2 separate regions of the Anser cygnoides genome follow, and region 2 is linked to region 1. The links are chromatin contacts, called in public Hi-C maps. All regions are on one chromosome and are shown on one strand. Each heading gives the region's core, a stretch centred on a gene start, on an enhancer-like site or on the middle of the called end of the contact. The rest is flanking DNA. Distances are from core to core; before and after follow the strand shown. Region 1 holds the start of PPP2R5C (protein phosphatase 2 regulatory subunit B'gamma). Region 2 overlaps PPP2R5C (protein phosphatase 2 regulatory subunit B'gamma).

What was found. Hi-C and Micro-C count contacts between places; a contact is called where the count stands out from the background.
Region 2: a Hi-C map of liver shows a contact between it and region 1, with 1.7 times the contacts expected there. The contact joins the enhancer-like site here to the promoter of PPP2R5C in region 1. A contact is called at or near these places in 2 of 7 Hi-C or Micro-C datasets (both in liver).

The regions. Positions count from the first base shown.
Region 1 is chr5:55,176,064-55,179,597 of Taihu_goose_T2T_genome, forward strand. PPP2R5C (protein phosphatase 2 regulatory subunit B'gamma) reads left to right here and starts at 1,809. Exons shown (of 15, transcript XM_066998347.1): 1 at 1,809-2,012; 2 at 3,394-3,459. The coding sequence starts at 1,986.
Region 2 is chr5:55,210,016-55,213,549 of Taihu_goose_T2T_genome, forward strand. All of the region lies in intron 3 of PPP2R5C (protein phosphatase 2 regulatory subunit B'gamma), which reads left to right. Among named protein-coding and RNA genes, the nearest start is that of PPP2R5C, 34 kb to the left of the region's middle. Within about 2 kb of position 2,021, at least 2 of the 3 cell types and tissues checked have open chromatin away from gene starts, as enhancers often do. A contact at or near this core is called in liver, where this site is marked.

The DNA.
Region 1 (3,534 bases), core at 559-3,058:
GCTATTCATGAGTAGGTGGGTAACAATGATGTTGACTGAGTTTTTTCAGTATTTGGAAAAACCATGAGCACTAGCAAGCACAAAGGAGGCCAAGAGCCAATGAGAAACTCATTAAGCTGCTTAAACTGATCTAAATCTAGGCTGTTGAGGTCACATCCCGCCCCCGCCACATATTTCCACCCCCTTCCTTCAGCCAACACTTGTGTTTACAGAAACAGGTGGTGATGTGCCAGTTCAAGGGGAGTAAAAAAAAAATAAACAAAAACACAAAACCCCACATCATTTTGGGGGGGGAGTTTTCAACCAGATCAATTCTATGAACTGGTTTAAGGGGCTGCACAGTTCCAGCATCAGTGCAGAAGAGTGAGAGAGGAATACGGCAGCTGGGAATTAAGAGTAGTTTAAGCTTCTGTGAAACTGGAACTTAACAAAGAATTGGAAGCTCTGGAGTTTATCCTCAGCTGTACAAACCCTTTCATACACTCATCAAACTGCAGACTACAGATGGAAGTAGATTTCTTTTTCTTACTATCTATGTCCAAAATCCATGTTGTTTTGTTGGTCAGAAGTCCTACTTAGTAGTAGTAATTTCTTTGTGACTGGTTCGTAACAGAAGCACAACAGTGATAACAGCACCTCAATTCTAAATCCTCAGACCAGAGAAGATTAGGGAAAGGATAAGAGGCAGACATAATTTGTTTTCTAGCACTTAAGAAGCAGGGAAGGAAGGGGCCTGAAGCAAGAGGAAGCAACTCTCCCTACTCAGTAGTATTCCTTGTAGTGCCTCAAAAATGGGAAATTTCTTTGTTCTTTTACCACAGCAAAGTGTTCAAATATAGTGGATATAAACTGATGTTAGATACCATCACATCAGATATGAGTACTTATTAGAAATCCCAGTTCCTAAAAACGAGAGCACGGCTGCTAGCTAGTGCTGCCTTTGATACTCGCAGGCTGAGTAAGGAAGGAGATCAATTTCTCTTTCATGCTGGTGTTTGTTAGGCTGTAATTTTTCTATCCTTTATCAGCACAACACAATTAGTATTTAATAAGCGTGCCCAATCTAAATTTTAAATGTTTTATATCTTGGCATTATTATTAGGATTAATATGTCATTTTTCCTCAGCTAATGGTAGTTTGGAGCTTAGTCAGGCCACGTGACAAACACAATTTGTAACTTTTCCAGTAGAAGCATATACACCTTTCTTCTTTTGTCGAAGAATATTGTTGACTTTTGCATTCTGACTTTGAAAGATGCCATCTACAAAAACCAGGCTGGAACTACGCAAAGTTCGCTTCTTCCTTATCCACGTACTGCAGGCAGGCAGTGAAGTCCCCCAGTTAATGACGACCACAACACTTGTATGAGGGGCACGCGGCCAAAGGTTTTTATTTAGTTTTGTTTTTATTTTTTTATTTTTTTCTTCCCCACACACTGGCTGCTCCCGCACCCCGCCCGACCCCGGAGCCGCTGCCCCTCAGCGAAGGACTGGCTTCGGAGGGCGACACCCACGTAGCAGCGGGGCTGAGGCGGCACAGCCCAGCCTTCGGTGCCCACCCCGAGGCGGGGCTGGGGGCGCGGGGCCCTCCCCACAGCCGGGGCGGAGCCGGGAGAGCCCCGAGCCCCTCGCCGCGCGCCCGGGCCCTGTCAGCGGCCGCCGCCGAAGCGTGACAGGAGGGGAGGGGGGAAGAGAAGGGAGGCGGTAAGCCCCGCCTCCGAGGTGACGCCACTGGAGGCGCCGCTCACGTGACGCAGACAGCCAATGGGCGGGCAGCGGCCCCGCTCTCCGCGGGCGGGGGGCGGCGGAGGAGGGAGGAAGGGGGCGGGGGGAGGGGCTGAGGCCGCCGCCGCTGGAGCCGGAGCCGGGGCCGGAGCCTGGGGGGGGGCAGCGGCGGCGGCGGAGGAGGAGGAGGAGGAGGAGGAAGAAGAGGAGGAGGAACGGGGCCGAGCGGGGGCTTTGCGCCTGGCCGGCCGCGGGGCGGCCATGCCGAATAAAAACAAGAAGGAGAAAGTGAGTGGGAGGCAGGGGGCAGGCCCTGCGGGGGGGGGGGGGAGGAGGGGGAGGAGGAGGAGGAGGAGGAGGAAGGCGGGGAGCCCTGTGCCGCCATGGGGAGGGGGGGAGCTGGGAGGGGGGCGCCCCCGCCTCGCCCCCCGCCTCGCCCCCCGCCTCGCCCCGCCGCTCCCCTGCCTCCGGCCGGGCGCTGAGGAGGGGGCGGCCCCCCGCGGGGCCTAGCCTGGGGGGTGGGGGGGGTTAGAGGAGGGTTGGGGGGGGTCCCCGAGCAGCCTCGGCCCGGGGGGAGCCGGCCCGGAGGGGCTGGGGGAGGGCGGCGGGGGAGGGAGGGGTGTGCGGGGAGGGAGGGGATGGGGAGGGGAAGGGGGGGAGAGGAGGGAGGGGGAGGGCGGGGGGTGCGCCCGGGGGTCGCCCTCAGAGCTCTGTGAGCACCGGGGGGTACTCGGAGCTGCCCCTCTCCTCCTACCCATCTCCTCTCCCTGTCCCTCTCCTCCTCCTGCTGCCAGGCAGGTCTGGGTGTCAGCCGCCCAAGGGGGCTCACGCACAAGTTGGAGGAAAAGTTCCAAATCCAACCCGCTCAGCTTCACGTGTTGCGCTTTATTTGTGTGGCAGGTAATTAGCTATTAGGGAATGAGGGGAACTGGGAACAGCGAAGTAGACTGGCACATCCAGCCGCTGTCCTGCTGGACCTTCTCTGTTTGGTTGGCTTCTGCCCGCCTTCCAGTTTTTCAACATTGCTTTGAAATTAGATGGGTGTTGTGATTTGTGTTCTTTTGGTTTCATTTTTAATGTTTTTCATGATATCCTAGCCACCTGTGACCCAAAATGTTCAAACTTCTCATCGCTTTTCTTAGAATTAGCGAATCTCACAAATAGGCGGTGGGTGAAAGATCCAAGTACAGTGCTGCGAGGGAGATACCAGAGTTGTGGGCCTGCTCCTAAAACTGGACTTTCTAGTGCGTAGAACACCAGGAGCAGGCGAGATAATGACATGTGCAGTGCGTCCTGCGATGATGCTTGTTTCAAAGCTAAACTAAGTGTAAATGCTCCTGAGGCCAAAAGCCAGGCAGCAAGGCCAAATTTTTAGACATGGTTCAAGTCGCTTGCATTCTTACCTGTATGAAAGCTTAGCTCTATATACTGTATGGGTGAGTTTTGAGGCATTAGTACAATTCCAAAGCTGTCCTGAAGATGGAAAATGTTTAAAGCAACTTTCTAGAGACTGATAGTTCAGTATTAAGGTCTTCCAGTAAAACGGTATCATTTTTCTCCTATCAATTTTAATATTCTCAGCAGGCATCTAAAATACTAATTTCTTGACTTGAAAATCTCCCTAAATCTCCTTTTCCAAGTAACTTACACTGTGAACTTTTTTTTTCAGGAACCTGCAAAATCAGGCAAAAGTGGAAAAAGTGGCAAAGATGGACAAGAAAACCAAGAACATGAGGTAAAAACTACTAGAATGTGTAGTCTTTCCAGGCAAATTTGTGATGACTTTTGAAAAGTCCTTCTGGATTGTTAT
Region 2 (3,534 bases), core at 771-3,270, 34 kb after region 1:
AGTGCATTTTAAGAAACTTCTGAAATTTACTGTTGTAAACACTAAATTTTTGGTACACAGGATAATATGCTAATAAGGTTGAGGTTAAGGGTTGTGTTGTTACGTTTGTGTTTCTTGTTTTTTTTTTTTTTATTAATGAAGAAAGTCAACTTTCTTGTAAGCAATTAAGGAAGATCTGGGGGATTACTTTGCATTTTTCACATGGTAGGAAATTAGATGGGTGTCTGGTATTATAGCCCAGAGGAGTCTCTTCAGAGGTGAGGGGGAGCAGGGAGGAGAATGCATCTCTTCCATCCATCCATACTAGTTCATTCTTTTGTATGCACCTCATCTCACTAGCTGCTCTAATTTGACCAGTACTGATTTGCCCCCAAAATGAATCCTTACAGAACTATGTATTTAAAATAAATAGGAGCTAAAGTGAGCTGATAACTCTGAAGCCTAATGACAAAGGTTTACTGCTTGTTCTAATCCATGCAGCTTTTACAGTTGTCCTTTTACATCATCTGTTGAAGCATGGGTTGAATTTTCTAGTAGAAGTGCTTCTCTTCGTAGCTGCAAATGCTAGAATTTTAACTTAAAAAAAAAAAAAAGGCTGGTAGTATCTTCTCCACTAAAAGGTAAATCTGCTTTAGAACAAATTTCATATGGTGTTTAAAGTAAAAGTTTGAGATTGTGTATCTTGTTTTACCATTATATATTAGAGGGTAAAATACTCTGTTTGGCCTTAATGTTATTTGGGGTGAGTGGGGAAAAAGGAGGGGGTATTTTTGTAGAGCAGACTATCAGGAATTACTTGAAAATAAAAATTGCAATCTTGCTTTTAAAATTAATTCTAATACACTTTCTATACCTGGATCACATGGAATATGTAAAGTTTGCAGAATTAAAAAGAAGTCTGGTCTGGCAAGAGGTGGAAGCTTGCTCTTCTTCTTCCTCCCCCTTCTGAACTGCAGACAGCTTTATTGTCTGGGTTACTTGTAGCTTTGCCAAAGCACCACAGTTGGGAAAATAGATGCAGGTGTTTTTAAAAAGTCATGTTTAGAGCCTTGTGAATAGGAAATAAGGGTGTCAACATCTTATTGTCTACTGTTGCTGTCTCTGGAGGAACAATGGGGATTTGTAGGATAGGAGGTGTCAGGGCCCTGAATACCCCAGCTGGTGCTCAAAATCAGCTCTTGAGTCAGGCTGTCATGGAGAGAGCCGTGAGAAGTCTTGTTGGGGTTCCCCCCCTCACTCAGGAGCTGTTTTCAGGCTCAGGCCCTTGGCTTTGGTCACTGCCTCATCCAGGCTGCAGCCATATCTTGGGTGGTGTGCCTTGCCTTTCGGGGTCCTGATGTGTTGACCACCTGGCTTGACCTGCCTCTTCACTGCGGACATGTTCCACAACCACTGGACTGTTGGCTGGCCCTGATCACTGTCACTAGATCGGCTCTCCTTTTCTGGTTTGAATACAGTGAGACTCTGCCCTTTGTCACAATTATAGACTGGTGGCAGTTGTCCAAGACCAATGTGTAGAAATCGGGTCCGCGGAAGATGACTCTGGACCCATTGCTGGAAAACACCAAGCATCAGAAGAGCCCAGTCCACGGCAAAGGCAAGTGGCATGCAGCCATTACTGTGTGTTATCTGCTTGTGCTGACAGCGCTGGCTCAGGAAGAATGTTTGGCTACTGGGGTAGTGAGCCCTTGGTCATTCCACCCACACCAGGCTTTCCAGGGGGCCCAAGTCATGCTGCTGCATCGATCGTCCTAGAGTACAGAGCACATAATGGTCGGCTCAGCCGCTTGGCTTTAGTGACTGCAGTGAACTGAAAGCTTACCTTGCAAGCTTAAAGAGAATCGGTTTCAATTTGAGCAGCTGTTATGGCTACGAAATAGCTGTTGTGGTTTGTGGTCCTCAGTAGAGGCTTTGTGTGTGTGCAGTTGGCTGTGAAACAAGCGAAGATGGAGAAGGTAAAGCAACTGGTTGTGGGGTATCTGCATGGAGAGTTCCTGTAGGATCCTTGTGTGGAGGTCACTAGCTATGAAGGTGACGTAAGGACAGCAGAGAATTATTAAGTATTGCAAACGTAAGATTTTTACAGCAAAGAGGGAAGCAGAGCAGGATGGTTTTTCAAGATGCTTCTCTCTCCTTATGGAGCCCTTCTGGCAGCGAAACCCCTAGGGTGACTGGAGTGCACTCAGGGCCCTGATCCAAGTAACTGAGATGAGGCCTGGGGGAAGGAATCAGGACCTTCTGATTTCCATCTCAGTGCTTCAAGCAAAGAAAGGCGCTGTAAAAGCAGCATAGATTACAACAAACTGTTAACATTTGTCACTAGGCTTCAGTTACCAGTTTGTGTTTACTGTGGTGAGTTGTCTTGCAGGAAGCTGTAGCTGTAGGACAGAGTGCAGTTAGAAAATGATCTTGATTCTTTGTGTAGGCAGATTATAAATGTCTATTCCTTTGGGGGGGTACGCTTTTCATTAGAAGTGCAGTTGACTGCTGTTAGCCTGAAAAACAGTGTTTTCATGTAGTCAAGACACAGATATTCAGAAATTTGAACAAAATATTGGTAGAACTCTGCTCTGGTCTGCATTGCCAGAATTAACAGAGTATAGAAGTTAGTTTAGCGGCCTAGTTGCTTAGTGGAATTGGTAATATTGTCTGTTCACGCTTTTCCAAAACGATTTTCAAGATACTTTGCAAGACGTGGTGAAAGTTGTGTGGGAGGGAGGATGAGAACGCCCTGATCCTGTGTCAGCTCCCACCAGTGCTTCCTGTAGGCTGTGACCTGTTTCAAATACCTCATTGTCTGTTGTCCTCTGCCTTCCAGAGCAGTAAAATTTTTTGATACTCAACTTTGTAATTATTTAACTTAATTTGGATTTTGTGAAAGTTTGTGGGGTTGGTTGTTTGAAGATGTAGGTAATGTTAACTCTGCCTGTTCTTTTCATGTGCTCCCTGTAATCCTGAGCAAGGGACCATGGAAGGTAGTTCATATTCCATCTCCACATAGTGCTCTTCTACAGGGTATGACTAAAAATGGCAGCGGTAACATTCTTGTGATGTATTTATCTGAGGATATGGATAGAAATTTACATTCTTAGAAAAGCTTGGTAAAAGCTGATGGTTCTGTTGGGTTGGGTACCAACACAGCATCAAGCACCTCGTGATGCTGGTTTCTCTGAGCTTGGGCCGCCTTAGATAACCTTTCAGCTCCAGATCAAATCATCATAAACTAATGCCAGGTTCTTAAAGAAACCAAGTGCTCTCCAGCTATTGTAAGCTGCATTTCCACTTTGTATTTTCATAGTTGATTATGAAAGGTCAAGTCCCTTTGACAATGAGTAAACAGAGGGAGCAGCTTTTAAGTGAGCTACATGATGCATTTAAACCTGAAGTACGTGATTTTCCTTAAAGGAGAAAAGTTCACTCAGTGCTTTCATTTTATAAAGAACCCAAAGAACCCAGCATGTTTCTTTTTCTTGAAAAATAATTGACTTGTAGATATTTCTGTTTAATAGTACTTGCTGAAAATCACAAAGGCTT